2 separate regions of the Mus musculus genome follow, and region 1 is linked to region 2. Evidence: chromatin contacts called from public Hi-C data. All regions are on one chromosome and are shown on one strand. Each heading gives the region's core, a stretch centred on a gene start, on an enhancer-like site or on the middle of the called end of the contact. The rest is flanking DNA. Distances are from core to core; before and after follow the strand shown.

Region 1 (2,700 bases), core at 111-2,610, 190 kb before region 2:
TTCTTCCACTGTATCGCTTGGGTTACTTAGGTTGGTATTGAACTCATGACTAACCCTCTGGGTATTGGGATTACAGGCATGTACCACCATACCTGGTTTATGCCGTTCTGGGGCTTGAAATGGGGCTTCATGAGTGCTAGGTTAACACTCTACCATCTGATATCTCCAGCTCTCATTTTTGTCTTTTGAGACAGTATTATATGGTTCAGGTTGGTTTCAGTCTCTCTCCCTGGTCTTGGGCTGGTGTTGAACTTCTGGCTCTCCTTCCACTGCCTCCTGGGTGCTGGGACTGTAGGTGTGAGCCTACATCCTACATACCTGGCTCACAAAATATTCTGAAGTAAGTGTGGGGCTCAGGTGTCACCGGTGCTGGTGGGGTTTTCTTTTTCGTTTGCTTGCTTGCTTGCTTGCTTGCTTGCTTCCTTCCTTCCTATCTTCCTTCCTTCCTTCCTTCCTTCCTTCCTTCCTTCCTTCCTTCCTTCCTTTCTTTCTTTCTTTCTTTCTTTCTTTCTTTCTTTCTTTCTTTCTTTCTTTCTTTCTTTCTTTCTTTCTTTCTTTCTTTCTTTCTGGTTGATTGCAGCCTTAACCCTGCTTCTCCTGACCTCTTTTGCATGCCAGAGCATCAGTCTACGATCTCAGAGCAGGCACTGAGAAACCATCTCTCCCGAGGCTTTAAGGGACGCACCGAGGTGACTCTCCCAATGAAGGCAGAAAGTAATTGAATGCAGACTCATTACTTCTCTGAAGGCCTTTGAACATCTTCCCATGATTTAATTCTGATGAGCATTTCAGGATGCAGCCAGGCCAGGAAATGTCTCAAATGGTTGGCCAGAGCCGGGTGAGCTTAGGAGAGGTGCAGTGGGGTCCAGGGTGGAGCCTTCTATCAGCCGGGCAGATGGGTGAACTCACGGAGATCTGTTTGCTTCTGCTCCTGAGTGCTGGGAATAAAGGTGTTGCATAAGCATGCCAATTTTAACGAGTGGCTTGTTAGACATTGAAATTATTTTTATGTTTTTGAGTGTCCCCTACCCCTTTAAATTCAAAGACTAGATGCACATTCAGGATGCTAATAAGAGGCCTATAGAGCAAAGGACACAGGCTCTCCTCCCACTCAGTCCCTCCTCTCCAGGAGGAACCTTATGTCGGTTTCTTGAGAAACTTTCTGCTCACATTTCTAGATGGATTTCGAGTTTCTGGGTTTGGAAGCTGGGGCCCTCCCGCCTCTTACCCTCTTGCAGCCTGTGGTTCTTTGGTTAGTTGCCTGGTGGGCCTCTCGCACCTTCCTCTTCCCTCTGTGTGTCAGCTGTGGCTCTTTCCCTTCATCAACCTTAACTCCAGCAATAGAGGAAGTGCTCCTTCTGTAAATGTGTTCAGAACTCATTGCTGTTGTCTCTATAAAACTCCTCTACTTCCTTCTTCAGTGCCAAGAAGAAAACAGGCTCATCCCACACATTCGGACCTCTCTGACACGAGTCCAGGTTTTCCTTTCCACAGCCGTTGACATTTCGAGTTCTCTAGTTTCCGCCAGAGGCCTGCCTTCTTCCTGCTTGGTTGCTGTGGTCTCCTTTAGCAATGCTGGAGATCCAGACTGAAACACAGTCTCTCATTGGGTAGATGGTGCCAGTGATCAGCATGGCCAGGATTCCTTGTGCCCACTGTGGTCAGGTAGCCCATGCTTGCCCACTGTGGTCAGGTAGCCCATGCTCGCCCACTGTGGTCAGATAGCACGTGTTTGCCCACTGTGGTCAGGTAGCCCATGCTCGCCCACTGTGGTCAGGTAGCACGTGTCTGCCCACTGTGGTCAGGTAGCCCATGCTCGCCCACTGTGGTCAGGTAGCCCATGCTCGCCCACTGTGGTCAGGTAGCCCATGCTCGCCCACTGTGGTCAGGTAGCCCATGCTCGCCCACTGTGGTCAGGTAGCCCATGCTCGCCCACTGTGGTCAGGTAGCCCATGCTCGCCCACTGTGGTCAGGTAGCACATGCTCGCCCACTGTGGTCAGGTAGCACATGCTCGCCCACTGTGGTCAGGTAGCATGTGTTTGCCCACTGTGGTCAGGTAGCACATGCTAGCCCATCGTGTCCTCCTACTTGAAGGAGCTGGGGACTGTCATGGCAGTCTTGGGGATGACAGAAAGCCATTTATCCTCAGCCCTTGGGGTTCTCAGTGTCTCCCTAAGCCTGGCAATGGGGCTTTCCCTCCTGCTTCTTGGACTACAGACAAGGTTGGGCCCCTGCTGTGTTCCTTGGTAACCCCGTAGGTAGCGGTTTCTTTGGTTGGGAGTTGCTGATTTATGCCCTTCCCTGGCTTGTTGCATTAAGTGTGTTGTGCACGTGTGTGCAGGTGCATGTGGAGGCTAGACATCAGCCTCAGGTATCGTCCCTGGTGCCATCCACTTGTTTTGCAAGTCAGGGTCTCTAGCTGATCCTGATTTAGCTACACTGACCAGCCAGCCAGTCTCCATCCACACCCTCCTTAGTGTTGGGGTTGCAAGTGTGCACCGCTACGCCTGTTTGTTTTTAAACTTGGATTCTTGGTATTGAAGTCCGGTATCACGCACACGTGTCGGTATTTTACCAACTAATCTGTCTCTCCTGCTCCAGTTTGTAGTTTAGGTTACTTTTGAATTTATGTACTTTATTTGTGTGTATGTGAGTATGGATATGTATAATGTGTATGTGTGCACGTGTGTATGTGTGCG
Region 2 (2,806 bases), core at 296-2,795:
CTTCAGCGGTGCTGACTTCTTCACAGGCATGCCTAAAAGACAAGATGGTCTAAGGAGTCCCTCACTGGTGTGGAAGCCTGTTGTCTTACTCAGGGTTTCTATTCCTGCACAAACATCATGACCAAGAAGCAAGTTGGGGAGGAAAGGGTTTATTCAGCTGACACTTCCACGTTGCTGTTCATCACCAAAGGAAGTCAGGACTGGAACTCAAGCAGGTCAGGAAGCAGGAGCTGATGCAGAGGCCATGGAGGGATGTTACTTACTGGCTTGCTTCCCCTGCCTTGCTCAGCCTGTTCTCTTATAGAACCCAAGACCACCAGCCATGGGATGGCACCACCCACAAGGGGCCCTCCTCCCTTGATCACTAATTGAGAAAATGCCTTACAGCTGGATCTCATGGAGGCATTTCCTCAAGGGAGGCTCCTTTCTCTGTGATAACTCCAACTGTGTCAAGTTGACACACAAACCCAACCAGTACAGCTGTCTCCTGGTCTAGATGACGTAAAGCTAACAATCGCTACTCACTGTCATAGGGAGGGGTCCTGAATAGATCCATACAGTTGCAGGATGACTGAAAACTGTAATTGCCTGTACTCCCTGAGATTTGGGGATTTTATTTGAATGATAACAAACCAGACCATCAGAATTCTTCAATCCCAATGATGGGACAGAGTTTGGACTCAGACTCTGTAGTGTGTGTCTTCTTGAGAAATAGCCTTGTGTGGTGTGAATGGCGTGCAAGAACAGCCCTCAAGTAGAGATGGCCACGGCTGTGAAGGAAGGGGCATAATTCCAAGCTCCAGCCTGGCCCCAGCTTTGCAGATGCTGTAAGGGCAGCTATGGTCATGGGTGTGAGGTGGTTTGAAATCCTCAATAAAGGATTGAGATGGATGGTGGCTTTCTGGGTTATGAGATGCAACACCTGAACCTATCCCATGTCGGCTCCTTCTGTTTCCCAGTTCCTTCAGCCGCTCAGCTCACTCCTCTGGTCTCCATGAAGACTCAGAGCTGCCACCTCTCAAGAGTTTGCTCACTCATACCTCTTCTTTATACTCTTAGACATTCTTCGTGGCCCAGGGACGGAGCCCACAGTAAAAAAACAAACACTCAGAATCCTGTTTTCTGAGGCAAATGAGGTCTTCTTAAATATCAACACCGCAATAGAGGTGTCTTCTCTCTTCCTTTAATCAAACTCCTTTCTCCAGGTTTAGCAATCTGCTAAGTCATGGTGACAGTAACATCTTGGCTTTCCTTCTGTGCCCTGCTCTCTAGGGTCCGCCTCCACTTCTTCCCCCCCCCCCCCCCCCCCGCTTGAGGCCATGTAGGGCTTTTGCATTAGGAATGGTTGAGTCACTGTGTCCTCCAGGGAATAAGCCAAAGCATGCACATAAGGAACTTGAGGGGATAGAGTCTGGGTGCATGTGGTCTGGGGAAATACTTGGGGAGACACACCTTCCCTAGCCTCCCTGGGCTCTGCATTGTGAGGTGTGGGTCAGTGGCTCTTCCCCATCCTGCTTTGTCCTGGAGGACTGGGGCAAGTGCTGGTTTTTCACCTTCTGGTAATTCTGAAGAGTGCCCTGTTGCTTGGAGACAGGGATGGTGCCTGAAGTGAAGATAAGGTTGTCAAGGAAACCAAGCCACAAATTCCCTTGTTTGTCTTCGGGTTGCCGGACTGAAGAGTAAAGAATCTTTACTCTGACAACTGGAAGATGCCTCCCGTTCTGTGTGTGTCTAGCGGATTGATGGGTTGTTCAACACACAGCCCAGCTGGTCCCCAAGTTGACAAACACGGCATCGAGTTCTGACTCACTATTTCTGTTGGAGCGCACTTTCCAGTGTAGACAGAGTCAGGCGGCCGTTTCCATCTGGACTTTTCTCAGCCACACCATCGTACAAATGAACCTCCTTGAATCCTGACTCTGTGTGTAATCCCTCGTCTTTTTCCGCTGTTGAGATTTCCCTCTTGGTGCAGCCCTGTTGGGATCCCCCTCTTTTCTGTTTTCCACCTCCAGATGGATTTACATGCCTGGGATAGCACTCTTCACACACCTAGACGCCTGCCTCTCAGCCCTGGCATTACAGGGTTCAGAGAAAGTGTGCCCCTTCAGCTTTAAGGAGATCCTTTGTGAAGCTTCAAAAAGAAAAGAAAACAACGAACAAACAAACAAACAAACAAGCAAACGCCAAATCCTCTCATCTGCCCTAGCCTACTGTCCTAGTATACCAAACACAGTGGGGGTGACATCCAGGAGAATAAACCCCAAGTGTGTGTGCATGTGTTTGTGTGTGTGTCTGTCTTGCCTCCGTGGCTTTATATTCTTTGCTCTCTGTGGTTCACCTCTTCTTTCCCTCCCACCCAAGGGTCCCTCAGCAGTTAGCATCATGGGTTTTCTGAGCCCCCCTGTCCCTGCCCCTCACTTCTCTCCTACCTCGCAGAACATCCATCCATGAGTGACCACACAGAACACAGTCAACTTCTGCCCCTCTGACATGTCCAGGGCTGCTTTGGAGAAGTAGCAGGATTGCTCAGCCAAGTCGGGGGTAACTTGAAACACAGCATGGGAAGCACACGGCTGCTGGCCGATGTGGGGATGAGGGTGTCGGAGGAGCAGGGAGGAGAGAACTCGGGTAGGGGTGTGAGTAGTATGGGTCCTGAGGGGGTAGGACACTGAGGTACATCAGATGCCCCCAATGCAAAGGTTTCTAATTAAAAGGGAGAAAACAAAGGGGTCTCCTCTCCAGGGACCCAAGACACAGACTCTAAATACCTGGCTAAGTGTCTCTGCCAAGTTGTCCTTCAGACATG

The links. Hi-C and Micro-C count contacts between places; a contact is called where the count stands out from the background.
Region 1: a Hi-C map of the N1E-115 cell line shows a contact between it and region 2, with 3 times the contacts expected there. The contact joins two enhancer-like sites. A contact is called at or near these places in 2 of 39 promoter capture datasets (hippocampal neurons and liver), 2 of 484 Hi-C or Micro-C datasets (the N1E-115 cell line and cortical neurons) and 1 of 115 datasets of contacts at active chromatin or transcription factors (embryonic stem cells).

Annotation. Positions count from the first base shown.
Region 1 is chr11:113,543,086-113,545,785 of GRCm38.p6, reverse strand. The region is part of intron 3 of Slc39a11 (solute carrier family 39 (metal ion transporter), member 11); the gene reads left to right. Among named protein-coding and RNA genes, the nearest start is that of Slc39a11, 21 kb to the left of the region's middle. Within about 2 kb of position 1,360, at least 59 of the 459 cell types and tissues checked have an H3K27ac peak or open chromatin away from gene starts, as enhancers often do. A contact at or near this core is called in the N1E-115 cell line, where this site is marked.
Region 2 is chr11:113,351,165-113,353,970 of GRCm38.p6, reverse strand. The region is part of intron 6 of Slc39a11 (solute carrier family 39 (metal ion transporter), member 11); the gene reads left to right. It overlaps Gm51926 (a long non-coding RNA gene), which reads right to left. Exons shown (of 3, transcript XR_003949793.1): 2 at 1-32. Among named protein-coding and RNA genes, the nearest start is that of Gm51926, 12 kb to the right of the region's middle. Within about 2 kb of position 1,545, at least 36 of the 459 cell types and tissues checked have an H3K27ac peak or open chromatin away from gene starts, as enhancers often do. A contact at or near this core is called in the N1E-115 cell line, where this site is marked.